Regions from separate parts of the Sus scrofa genome. Here all the other regions are linked to region 1. A link is a contact called in public HiChIP or PLAC-seq and promoter capture Hi-C data. All regions are on one chromosome and are shown on one strand. Each heading gives the region's core, a stretch centred on a gene start, on an enhancer-like site or on the middle of the called end of the contact. The rest is flanking DNA. Distances are from core to core; before and after follow the strand shown.

The links. Promoter capture Hi-C pulls out the DNA fragments that hold promoters and counts their contacts. HiChIP or PLAC-seq counts read pairs in DNA pulled down with a chosen protein or histone mark.
Region 2: a contact with region 1 is called in a promoter capture Hi-C map of fetal liver, with 5 times the contacts expected there. The contact joins the promoter of TOMM20 here to the promoter of GGPS1 in region 1. A contact is called at or near these places in 3 of 5 promoter capture datasets (fetal liver and liver), 7 of 47 Hi-C or Micro-C datasets (adipose tissue, blood, embryonic fibroblasts and 2 more) and 2 of 2 datasets of contacts at active chromatin or transcription factors (alveolar macrophages and skeletal muscle).
Region 3: a contact with region 1 is called in an H3K27ac HiChIP or PLAC-seq map of alveolar macrophages. The contact joins the promoter of RBM34 here to the promoter of GGPS1 in region 1. A contact is called at or near these places in 1 of 5 promoter capture datasets (liver), 3 of 47 Hi-C or Micro-C datasets (epiblast stem cells, heart right ventricle and psoas muscle) and 1 of 2 datasets of contacts at active chromatin or transcription factors (alveolar macrophages).

The regions. Positions count from the first base shown.
Region 1 is chr14:55,922,163-55,926,536 of Sscrofa11.1, forward strand. It overlaps GGPS1 (geranylgeranyl pyrophosphate synthase), which reads right to left and starts at 1,875. Exons shown (of 4, transcript XM_003483472.4): 1 at 1,618-1,875. ARID4B (AT-rich interactive domain-containing protein 4B) reads left to right here and starts at 2,171. Exons shown (of 25, transcript XR_002338970.1): 1 at 2,171-2,621; 2 at 3,448-3,502.
Region 2 is chr14:56,110,623-56,114,996 of Sscrofa11.1, forward strand. TOMM20 (mitochondrial import receptor subunit TOM20 homolog) reads left to right here and starts at 2,465. Exons shown (of 5, transcript XM_001926935.6): 1 at 2,465-2,769. The coding sequence starts at 2,649.
Region 3 is chr14:56,085,205-56,089,578 of Sscrofa11.1, forward strand. RBM34 (RNA-binding protein 34) reads left to right here and starts at 2,481. Exons shown (of 10, transcript XM_021074093.1): 1 at 2,481-2,629; 2 at 2,740-2,914; 3 at 3,114-3,250. The coding sequence starts at 2,577.

The sequences.
Region 1 (4,374 bases), core at 625-3,124:
TCTGTTTTGTGTCTTTTTACAGTGTTCTGTAAGAAGTGTTTCACATTACACTGGCATCTACTCTCACTTGCCTTTTTCTTCCTCTTTTTTTTTTTTTTTTTTTTTGTCTTTTTGCCTTTTCTAGGGCCGCTTCCCGAAGCCTATGGAGGTTTAATCGGAGCTGTCGCCGCCGACCACAGGCAAAGCAACGCGGGATCTGAGACCTACACCACAGCTCACCGGGATCCTTAACCCACTGAGCGAGGCCAGAGATCAAACCTGCAACCTCATGGTTCCTAGTCGGATTCATTAACTACTGCGCCATGACGGGAACTCCTTCTTTCTTCCTTTGTAACCCCAAAGGCTCCAATTTATCGCACCTAGAAATTTCAGCCATCACACACTAGACCTGAATGGAAAGAGGCATTAGGGTGCTACTAATTTGCTTGTGGAGTGAAAAGCAACCCACAGAATGCCTCGGTGAGAGTCTGAACCTACTCATTTTCAAAAGTGGGAAACTGCCCTAAATTTGTTCAAACAATGGTTGTTGAATATTAATACAAGCCACAGTCTCTCCTCCCTTTGGACTACTAGAGCAGTAACTTAGTGTTTGGGCTTCCTGTACTCGCTCCTACTCTTCAGCCAGAGATCTTTTCAAAATTCAAATGCGGTCCTATCTCCCTTCTGATTGAGAACTCTTCCAGTTAGCAGACTGCTCAATAAAGTCTCCATGAAAGCTTATCAAGTTCGGAGAGTCAATCCCCTGCCCACACCCCAGCCTCAGTTTCTCATACTTTAAAAAGCTCCCTTGTGGCACAAGCCTTTCCAACACGATATTCTTTCGATCTGGAATGTTCCTTAATTAACTCTTACTAACCCTTCCGCTCTCGGCTGGATCCTCACATGCTCGGGAATGCTTTCAACTCCCTAAGGCAATTTCCCAATTTCCAATTCTCCTATCACCATGAAACTCTTCTATGCACCACTTACAGCACCTGACGCAATTTTACACTCGTGTGTGTTCAATTTAATATCTGCCTGTCTCACTGGGCTCTGGTTTACGAAGCAGGGGCCGTACAAGTTTCTTCCACACGGTAGGCGCTCAAATATGTGAAGGACAACGGAAAGTGCCTTCTAACGCGTTAGAGGATGAAGTCAGGGCACACATTTGCATGCACAAGTGGAAATATCATGCAATTTTTTAAAAGGGAAGAGTCTGGTTTCTAAAGAGCTAAAGGAACACGCAAATACAAACGTAGCTGTGAAGCGCAGAGTGAGCCCTTCCACTCAAACTCCGGGAGATGTGGGTGGGTCTGAAAAAAACTACCGGAGAGATACAGGGAGGGAATTTAATTAACTCCGGGGCAGATTTTCAACAGAGACTTGGAAGAAGGGCTTCAAATGTCGGCTCTGCTTTCTCTCGGCTCTGAGGCCCCCTTCCGCCCCGCTCGGTCCGCTACCGCTCCTCCCCTCCTCCAGCGAGAGGATGGAAAATTCATACACAAGCCGGTTCAGCATCCGGGTCCTCACCCTCTTTTCTTTCTTTCCTCTCGGCTCCGCCTCCCAGACTCCCCAACCCTCCTCCCCAACCCTCCTCCCCATCCGGGTTCCCCCCCAGCCGCCGGCACAGCCACTCACGGTTCGAGGATGATATCACAACTTTCACGCCGCGGGCCCAGGAGTAGCAGTATCCTGTATCAACTTCCCACCTTATAGTTCAGGACAAGGCTCCTCCTGAGGCTTCCATGAATCCCTCCCTCTATTTCACCAAAGAACTCTCCGCCCTCCTCAGCCACCAGCGACGCCGCATTACTCGGTGCAAGAAAATGCGCCATCCCGGTCACACTGCGCAGGCGTCGTTGCCACCTCCCCTTTGCTTTGTCGCTCCGCCCCCTTTCCCTCCCCCCTCCCGTCTCACGTAGCCGCGGGGCTTTGCGGATCTTGCAGTTCTCACCGGCAAGGCCTAGCGCGTTGGCCCAGAGGCTGAACTACATTTCCCGGGGAGCTTTGAGGCGTAACTTTCTGTTTCCATAGAACTGGTGGGAAAATGGCGTCGTTGTTTGTATCCCAGGGACCAATAGGAACAGGGCATAGGGGGGTTCTAAAGAAGTCTAACCAATCCGAGGTCGTCTAAGAGGCCATCCGGGAAAGAGGTAGGGGAGGGGAAAGAAAGTCTAGGGGAGGGGAGAAAGGAGGGAAGGGGGGGACTTGGGGTGGGGGGGGGAAGCGATGTTTGCCCGTCAGTCGAGTCCGGAGTGAGGAGCTCGGGCGCCGGAGCGGAGGGAGACTCTTGAGCTTAAGCTTGCCGCCGCCACGGCCACCGCCTGGACCTTTGCCCGGAGGGAGCCGCAGAGGGTCTGTCGCCGCCGTCCTCTGGAGGGCAGCGCAACTGGGGGCCCGGACCTCCAGTCCGGGAGGGATTTTTCGTCGTCCCCCCTCCCCCCAGCGAGGGAGCCCGAGCGGCCGCCAAACAAAGGTACCAGTCGCCGCCGCGGGAGGAGGAGGAGCCGGAGCTTCAGCCTCAGCAACCGCTGGACCCGCCGCCCTTCTTCCCCCATCTCTCCCCCGGGCCTGCTGGTTTTGGGGGGGAGCAGGGAAGGGGACTCTGGACGTGCCAGGGTCAGAGCTCGCCTCCGAGGAAGGTAGGGACGTTTTCTGAGGCTTTGGCGGTCCTATTAAGGGGGTCTTTTGGGGAGTCACTGGGCCCAATCGAGGAGAAGACAAGATCGCTGTGGTGGGCTCCCCAGGCGCCCGAATTCGGGGCCTCGGCCTCCTGAGAGCTCCCACCCGTCCCTGCAGTTGCCGAGTCGAGTCGCTCCCCAGCCTGGCGGCCGCACACTCAGCGCTTTCACGTCTCCCAGCCGCGGTGGGGGGCCCGGGCCGGGTGGGGGGGGGGGCTGCCGCCTCTTGGTCCCTCGGCGCTCTCGCCGTGCCCGCGGCAGGCGGACGTGGATCCCGCTCCCACTTGTCGGGGTGTCCGCCTCGGAGCGGGACGGGGGCTGAGGCTGTACAGGATCGGTCCCGCCCGCGGCCCGCCGGGCCCTCCGCGGCCCCCGCCGAGCCCCTTGAGGCTCGGCTGGCTCCGGCTCGGACGAGGGGTGTGCGGCCCTTCGGAGGGGGGCCGGCCGGGCCCGGCGCGGAGGCCGGAGGGGAGGAGGACGGCCGGCCCCGCGCCGGACCCCGGGCTTGTTGTGAGTTTCTTCTCTGACAGAAATGGCGTCATTGTCGGAGACGGGAAACTCCGTCGGGTCCCGACAATGGGGACGGGAAGCTGTCGAACTGTAAAGGTGGCCGGGTTTGCCGGGATGGCAAAGCCAGCGGGAACCCCGGTTCGGCTATTCGCGGTTCGGGGACTGACGCCTCTTTCGGCTCTTTTTCGGGGTGCGGGCTTCGCTCGGTTCCCTCCGCCTCCGCCAGTGCAGGGGGGTGCCCATGGTGCTGACTGGGTGTCTTTTGTTTCTTCTCCAGGTGTAGGTGAATCTGGTGTTTTCGAGGGGATCGCGGCCCCAGAGTCATCATGAAGGTAAGGTTGCCTCCGGAAAACGAACCTCAGGGGTTAGAGAATTCAGGAAGTGGGGGGCTTGGTCGAGGTCGTATGTGGGGCCTCAGAGTCCTGCCGAGGAAGGTGTGTGTGTGTGGCGGCTGGGGGCCCCAAGCTGTCCCCGGAGACGGTGGGAGTCAGCTGGTGGGGATATCTGTGGGCTTTGCTGTGGAGTTGGAGCTAGTTATATAGGCTGTCTCACCGAGGATGATTTTTCGCATATAGAACGTCTCTTTGGCAGGGAATCGTAGGAATAACTGCATGCATTTAAGTGTTTTTTAAAAGCAGGTCAAGTAATCTGACTCTAGAAACTGAACTGTTCTATCGGTTACACTGATGAAAGAACGTCTAATTTATTGTGTGAACAGTACCATGAATTTTTAGGAGACGTTTTTGATTGGGGAAATCAAATATAATCTTAATCGAAAGGTTTTTAATGAGAATTTTGGTGACCTTTACACAACTCGGAGAGAGCTTTTGTTTCTTCTGTTTCCAGAGATTTAGGATTATCTGGTTTATTTTCCTTTACTGATGCATTTGGTCTGTAAGTGATCAGATGCTGTATGATGCATTGTGAAAGAACCGATGGCCAGGTTCCTCTTCAATATAAACATGTTAATTAAATGGTGGATATTGTCTAAAAAGTACGATTTGCTTGAATGGTGGGAGAAATTACAGTAATAAAAGTACAGGTTGTTTTTTCAATTTAGAGAATGTGTAATTGAATGCTGTCGTGTTTTTTACCACATTCTAGGATGAAAAGCCTTAGATAGCCGAAATGTCTAGGTTCAACTAGTGGAACGTAGAGACCGGCAGATATTTTTCATCCATTACAAATTCAGAAGTGCTTGAAA
Region 2 (4,374 bases), core at 1,215-3,714, 190 kb after region 1:
TTCTTGAATATTTTTGCATGTATTTCCAGTTAAATTTACATAAGGATGCCTTACTATAGATTACCTCTATAAACATGGACTATAATTTTACCGTATATTTATAGTGCATATTATATTTTATTGTGTATGCTTTATAACACATAAAATTTATGTAATTTTAAAGTCCTTAACATAGGGTTTTGGTGTTTAGGTTTTCACGTAAAGAGCCCTGGACTGGGGTGTTAGGATATCTGATTGTTGACCCAGCTGTGTGGCTGTGCATGCATGATTTTGGACAAGACTCTCTGTCTCTTTATCTAAATATCTTGCTTGGTTAAATAAGGGCCTTGGACTAGATAAGTAGTTTCACACTTTTTTGATGATAATCTGCAACAGTTTTAATTTTACACTGGGACCAGTGCAGACATGGGTGTATTTAACTGACACACAAGTTTCCCACGTCAGTACTGGTCCTTACTACACGTGTTGCTGGCTGATACTTTTTATTCTATTTTAAAACTCTGGTGATGAACCACTAATTTCATTCCTCAGCCCACAAATTCCACTCACAAACAACATGCCTCAGGGATTTCCGAGCTGTTTTTCTTTCAGGAATCTATAGGTATTTCACAAGTGTAAAAAAAAATTATTAAAAAATGCAGAATGGCTGAGATTCAAAGGTACAGGTGTTGCTCTAACTGTGCCTTGTAGAAACATGTTTTCTGGTCTGTTGTGTCTCATCACAGTGACCTCAGCATTTACGTGGCATTTCTTCTGCACAACACAGGAATAGAGATAAGTAGCATGTTGTTTATTCAGACAAATAATCTAATAGCTTCATGGTCTACTCAAATTTCTAGGAGTTGAGTTCTAAGCCTCATGGCATCTGTGTGACCTTGCAGGTCTTCTGTTCCAACACAGCAGAGGCTCAGGACATACCTTCCTGAGCTTCACTTTTTAGGGTAGGAAGAATCAACATGTGTGTGCAGGACATAAGGAAAAGCTTTTTGTGCTGTTGTTTGAAACCTTCTCAATCATTTTCTCACGACGCATATGCACCTTCACATCTCATCCCAGTCCAAGCAATGCTCATGAATCTTTGATCTAATTTTCTGTTTCCATGGGATCTCAGGTTCCATACCACTCAGGCAGAAGGGCTTTCCCAGGCTCTTGGACTAGGTTAGGACCTGAAGCTAAATGTTTCCATAAGTACCCTTGCAATAACTTCTGATACCAGCCACCTGAGTCGAGCCAAACTTATTAGGTTAAGGGGACAGTCCCCTACAAGACTATGCTCATACGCCAACACTAACTTGGGGAGGGAGGAGGGTGTTGTCTTCAGGTCACTCTTCTGACCAGTTGCTACTAATTTGGAGGTTTCTACCAGCCCCTCAGTTTCAATAATTCACTGTAAGGAGTCACAGAACTCAAGAACATACTATTCTTGGAGCTTCCAATGTGGCTCAACAGGATCAGTGGCATCTTGGGAGTACTGAGACACAGGTTGGAGCCACCGCCTGGCACAGTGGGTTAAGGGTCCCATATTGCTGCAGCTACAGCTACAACTACAACTACAGCTGGGATCTGATTCCTGGACTGGGAACAGTATATGCCGCGGAGCGGCCAAAAAAACAACAAAAACATTCTATTCTTATCATTACACTTTAATGACAGCAAAAGTATACGAATCAAACCGGACAAATGGGAAGATGAGACATGGGAAAAGGTCTGGGAGGATCCCACGTGCAAAGCTTCTATTCCCTCCCCATCGAGACAGAACACCTCACCTCCTGGCATATGGCACACTGATGCGTAACTTGCACAGAGCATTGCCAAACTGGGAAGCTCACGTGCATGAAGTTGAACCCAATCTCCAGCTTCCTTCCCCTCTTCTCCCCTTAGGTAGGGCTGATATCACTTGGATCAAAGTCCTCTAGCCAAATAGTTGATCTGTCTGATCTGGCCAGCTCCCATTACGAACCATCTCCTCAGCATAAATGGTCAGGACCCACTATGAGTAACAAACATTCCTACCACTCCAAGGGTGTCTTTTGAAACTTAAAACACAGATACACAGTGTTTTCAGTGGCTATGACAACTATACGTTTTCTTTTTCCTTCAAACTCTTTTTCCCCGTAACATTTTTTCCAGGAATTGCTCCGTTTAGTTTTCTTTCACTCTTGAGACTGTAACATTCTTGTTAAATCGAATCACTTACGGTGCTTGGCGCACAACGGATTGTGACTGAACTTGAAAAGCAAATTCAGTTAAATTCAAGAAAGAATGTGATAGCCTATAAAAAGTCTCTGTAGTGTGCGCACGACGGCCACGTGCCAACACCCTTACATCATGCTCAGGCGGCTGTTAAGGAAAAGCATGGTCTCCAGCAAAATCCCAACACCTACGCGAACAGCGGTGGTAGCTGTTTCGGCCATTGTGCTCAAACCTCTGCGCAAGCGCAGAGGCGGCGCGGGCGCCTCGGCTCAGGCACTGCCTTGGACAGACCCGAGGGTCTCGGCGACAGGGGCCGGAAGTGACATAAGCCCCGCCTTTCCGCGTCCCTTGCGGCGGGCGTCAGGCCCGGTCAGCGGAGTCTGCTCTAAGGTTTTGCGGCCAACGGGTACTTCGCAGTTCTCCCGCCGCAGCCGCCGCTGCTCCGTGGGGAGAAGATGGTGGGCCGGAACAGCGCCATTGCCGCCGGCGTGTGCGGGGCCCTTTTCATCGGGTACTGCATTTACTTCGACCGCAAGAGACGAAGTGACCCCAACTTCAAGAACAGGCTGCGAGAACGTGAGTGGCTGCCCTGTCCCCGGGGCCTGCGGCCTCCCTCCGCCTCCCTTGGACCCTGGCGTGGCCCAACCCTCCTGCACCCTCGCCGGGCCGCCTGGGCGCGTCGGGTCGCCGCGTGCTGGGCAGCCGCGTGGTGCGGCCCGGCCTAGGACCGCGGGCAAACGAGCCAGAAGGTGATGGCGCTGTCTGCGTCCTCCCAGGGCTGCCCCCGGCTCCTCGCTGTACGATTCCCTCCATTTTGGAGGGACGATTTTTCCCATTTCGTTTTCCCCACTTTCTCTGTGTAAGTGCAAACGCGATTGTATAATATAGCGTGGAGGTTGGGGCTCGTTTTGCCATTTATTTTTATAAACCTTTATTTCTCCCTCGAAAGTATTTTTTTGCATTTTGCGAATTCGTGGCTTGAGACGAAATCCGCATAGCCAGAACAGTATTGTTCTCAACGATAAGATTGCATTCTTAAACCCTCTTGGTAGCTTCGCTCTAAAGGCTTCCAAGATATGAGTGAATGCTACAGAAATTGCAGGGGAGTCCAAAGGCCTGCGCTTCTCACGTGGCTCAGTCCTATTTCATACCTGCGACATGTTTTAAGAGGTTTGCTGGATGGAAACCTTGTCACCAAAACCTTTATGGTCTTTAACTTCTGGGGTATACTCGTTTGCAACAATAGAAGAGCACATTTGTTGCAATAAGAAATACTTTGTTCGTTTTTGTTGTTGCCTTTTAGCGCCGTACTGGTAGCATATGGAAGCTCCCAGGCTAAGCGTTGAATTGGAGCTACGGCTGCCATCCTACGCCTCGGCAACGTGGGATCCGAGCCGCGTCTGCGACCTACACCGCAGCTAAGGGCAACTCCGGGTCCTTAACCCACTGAGCGAGGCCAGGAATCGAACCCCATCCTCATGAATATTAGTCGGATTCGTTTCTGCTGCGCCACAATGGCAACTCCCAAGAAATACATTTTTAACTAGGTTGCTCATTCAAAATATTTTCTGAAATTATGATTAAGTTATTGAAGCCCAGAAAGTGTAAAGATGTGATTATCCTATTTAAGTGATAGCAATTAAGCTATAGTAAGTCATTTCACGAATTATAGAGTGTCACGTGGCTAGTGACTACCGTACTGGAAAGTACTGATCTTACACCATTTACAATGTATCTGATTTTAGCTCCCTTTGTGTCTCAGGAAGAAAGCGGCATAGAGGTATGGCTAGGTAGACTAATGGAAATAATGCTGTTGTGGATTCAGACACTGAGTTTCCAGGCCCAGGTTAGTCACAAATTAGCAGTGTGATCTTGGGCTGAGTCTTAATTTTCTTAGTTTGCAAAGTCAGGTAATGTCTCCAGTTGGTTTTGTGAAGATTAAGATGTTTTAGGTTCCCACCACCATTCCTGACGTAAGAGAGGCCCTATAAATGCTGGCTGTATGTGTACTTATTAGAACTTAGATCGTTTTCCTGTACCTTCAAGGATTAGGTGGGGGTGGCTTGGATGTAGAGCTCTTTGAAGAATGGAAACACTGCAATCCTGCTGTTGACAATTTTGAGAAAACTGATTTTTGATTGAAGAAATCATTTCTAAAATTGAGAAATCTTATTTTCAGGG
Region 3 (4,374 bases), core at 1,231-3,730, 160 kb after region 1:
AATAAGTTCCTAATAGCGGTGGGGATTATTTTTTAGCTAACTCCAAGCACGGCCTCTTTCACACTTATTATTTTTCTCGAGAGGTGTGTGTTGTCTTTCATTCTTTGTAGGTCCATTTCTCCATCTTTCATTTAGATGTTTAGGGATTTTTTTTTTTTTTTTTTTTTTTAGCTGCAGAGTGCAGCAGCTTGATGTGGGATCTCAGTTCCCAGAGGAAAAGCACCAAATCTTAACCACTAGACCACCAGGGAACTCTCATTAGGGGTTTTTGTCTAACACCATATGTTGGGGTTCGTTTGTACGAGGTGTATTCTTCCAGAGAAATAGTTTCATGGTTTGGTTGTGGAAGTAATATATATAAGACATGATAAAATTAATCAGTAAATTTGTTGAAGAAAACACGTGCATAAGAGTTTAAAGAGGGCAGTGTAGGGAGTTCCTGTCGTGGCTCGGTGGTTGACAAATCGGTGAGGTTTCAGGTTCGATCCCTGGCCTTGCTCAGTGGGTTAAGGATCCGGCGTTGTTTTGAGCTGTGGTGTAGGTTGCAGATGCGGCTCAGATCTTGGGTTGCTGTGGCTTTGGTGTAGGCCAGTGGCTACAGCTCCAATTCGACCCCTAGCCTGGGAAACTCCATATGCCGTAAGTGTGGCCCTAGAAAAGACAGACAAAAAAAAAGAGGGCAGTGTAGAGGGTACAAGAAACATGAATTCTGATGTGATGGTGACATAGAGGAGATGCAAACCTTAAATTAGCACTTAAGTGAGATTCATTTGGAAATGGAATGGGTAGGCTAGTTTGCCCAGAGTCTGGAGGGCCAGATTCAATGAGGTGGCAGTGGTCCAGAGAGGAAGTGATTCTTGGATTAAAGTTAGGGAGAGTCCGGAAGGAATGGGATAAGACATTCTGAAAGACTGTCTTCATTGGACAGTATAGGATACATGCAGATAGGGACTGTTGGGTTTTTCTCATGTTTGTGAGATACCACATGGTCACAGTTATAGAAATCCAAAATAAGGCACTCAAACCCAGGGCCAAGCAATTGAATAAACTGCTTCTTTTTTTTTTTTTTTTTCCTCATCACGGTGTCTGATGTGGACCCTAAAATGTCACATATATTCCCAGTGACTTCTGTTAAGCAGCTCTCCAAAAATAACAAGTCTGCTCCCAAGGATTCAAAGTCAAATCCTATCTTACCACCAAAACTACTCAATGATTTATCTAATGAAAATCTAATATTTACCTTTTTTACTTAAAAGTCAGAGTTGGGAGTATTCTTGGGCTCAGCAGGTTAAGAATCCGGCATCACTGCTATTGGCTCTGGTAGGTGCTGTGGCAAGAGTTCAATCCCTGGCACAGGAACTTCCAGGTGCCCTGGGGTGCAGCCAAAAAAGTCAATTTACCACATATTCGCTAAGTACGGTGAATAGGGATACAGAATACAGGATGAATTAGACATCCATTTACATCTAGAGAGACCATTACAGCTCTAGTGTTAAAAAGAGAAATTTTCCTGTGAGCTGGGCCTTGAAGGATGGGTACAGTTTTGCAGGTGAAAACGAGGGGTAAAGAGGAGGATGATTGTGGGGGAAAGAATAGCAAGAATAAGAAGGAATGGCAAGGTGAAGGAACAACGAGACTGTGGTAAAGGCAGGCTTTGGGGCCTTGGAGGGAGAAGAGTCTGGGAAGATAGGCTGAAAAAACAATATAGTTTTAAAAGCCATCCATCTTCTTTTCTAGGTAAAATAAGCACAGAGCAGTTAGAGCTGTGCTCTCCGAAGATTTGTTTTTAACTTTATTTGAAATAATGTCAAAATTTATTTATTCATTTATTTTGCCCCTCAGGGCCGAACCTGAGGCATACGTAAGTTCCCAGGCTAGGGGTCAACTCCGAGCTGCAGCTGCCGGCCTACTGCCATAGCAAGGCGGATCTGAACCGCATCTGCAACCTACACTACAGCTCAGAGTAATGATGGATCCTTAACTCACTGAGCAAGGCCAGGGATCAAACCTGCATCCTCATGGATACTAGTCTGATTCTTAATCTTCTGAGCCACAACCGAAACTCCAAAATCATGTCAAATTTTAGAAAGGCTGCAAGAGTAGTATGAAGGAGTCCCATGTATCTTCACGTGGATTCACCAGTTGATGGTGTGTGACATACTTCGCTGTAACCTCATTTCCTGACAAACTTCTCTCCCTCCTCTTAACTCAGATTTTTCATGTTTTCTCCCTCGGCTTGGGTTGACACCCCACTCCCAACATGAATGATTGTCATACTTCAAGCCCCAACTACTCTGGGAAGTCTTCCTAACCTCCTAAGACTAGGTCCCCCTCAATCAGCGAGGTACAAACTACCCTAACCCTAACCCTTGAGTTAGGGTTAGGCAGAAGCCACGCCCCAGTCCTCCCGCTATCTCCGCCCCCACGCATTATCTCCGCCCCCTCACCCGCTGTCTCCGCCCCAGCGCCCGCACAGAGACTCCGGGGCGGAAGGGGCGTGGCTCCGAGTGCGCAGGGGCAGGGACCCGGAAGTGCGGCCTAGCCTGTTGCAGCGGTCTGGGAGCTTTCGGGTAAGAATGGCGCCGGAAGGGAAGAACAAGCGGAAGAAAAAGCAGAGCGCGCAGGAGGGGTGAGTGGCGCGTGGCTAGTCTGCCTAGGCAGGAGCGTGCGTTCGGGAGTCGGGGCGCGAGGCAGTGGGGCGTGGCGTAGGGTCGCTGAGTCTCTGGCGTCCGTGTCTAGAGAGAACGTGGACGGCGGCAGTCGTGGGAATCTGGCCGGAGGCTATCTGATTGGACAAGTCGCCAACAGTTTATCCCAAGGCAAGAGGCCCTCCGGAGGCAGCGCCGGCCGGCTGGCTTCCCTCTTCAGCTCTTTGGAGCCTCAGCTTCAACCCCTGTACGTGCCTCTGCCTAAAGTAAGTCACTGGGTTCCACTCGGAAAGGCCATTAGAACAACTTTAAAGCAAGCAGCTACCTTACTGAGCATGCTTTCTAAAATGGGGAAGAGAGAATTAAGTAACCTTTTATTGTGGGAGAGAAAAAAAATACTGATTTAGAAAGACCACTGAATTATTAAAGGATGAGGTCTGAAACGTAACTTCAACCTTTTGAAAGGAGACCACCAAAAAAAGGAAACAGGATGAGGAGGAAGCACGTTCATCCCAAATTCAAAGACCACTTTTACAAGAACCTGCAAAAACAGTGAAAGTGAAGAAGAAACTTTCTGATGCAGACAAAAAGTTGGCAAACAGGTTGGTAAAATTCTTAGTTGATGCTAAAGAAATTAGATGGTGAAGATACTGAGATTCTTACACCTGCAATATTCATTTTTTTTGGTCACTTCATAGTTCTAATTTAAATTTTTTTCTATTATAAAAAGTCTCATACATATTTAAAAGTTGAAAAGGAGGGAGTTCCCAGGAGTTCCTGTTGTGGCGCAGTGGTTAACGAATCTAACTAGGAACTATGAGGTTGAGGGTTCAATCCCTGGCCTTGCTCAGTGAGTTAAGGATCCGGCGTTGCTGTGAGCTGTGGTGTAGGTCGCAGGCACGGCTCGGATCTGGCGTGGCTGTGGCTGTGGCGTAGGCCGGCGGCTACCGCTGGGATTAGAGCCCTAGCCTGTGAACTTCTGTATGCTGTGGGTACGGCCCTAAAAGGAAAAAAAAAAAAAAAAAAAAAAAAGTTGAAAAGGATAAACAACCTCATGTACCCAGCATCAGCAGTTAATATTTGCCCAATCTTGTTTTTTCTTTACCCTTTTTATATCCCCTTCATTATTTGGAAGCAAACCTAAGACTTATGTTTCATCTGTGAACATTTCAGCATGTATATAAAAAATGAGTTTGATTTTCTTAAACTTAATCAAAGATTAAATTTCCCCTTTTAGCTTAACTTTTTTTTTTTTTTAACAGTTTATTTAAATTGAGATCCAAATAGCAGTACCATTACAGGTTCCTAGTTAACTTTCTTCAGTCTATCTGGCCACTGCTCTTCAAGCCCCTTATATTTCTGCTCTCTCTTGGCAGGTGATCTTGTTTCCTATTAACCCCTAATAGTTGCGAACTACTATTTTTGATCCTCTTAGTTAATGCAGCTGTGCACATCCTCAATTTCCTTTCAGAAAAGGATGTCTTCCTCCTCATCCAAGATTAGTCTCCTGTGCTGTTTGTATATACCACATACCTCTTCTGACTCTAGGGATTATGCCCTCAGATATAGATATATATATATATATGTATATCCATATCCATGGATATATATTTGTTTCTTTTGTATATTTGATCTGTCTGCCCAGGATTTTCATCTTTAATTAATTAATTAATTTATTTATTTAGGCTACACCTGTAGCATGGCATGTGGAAGTTCCCGGGCCAGG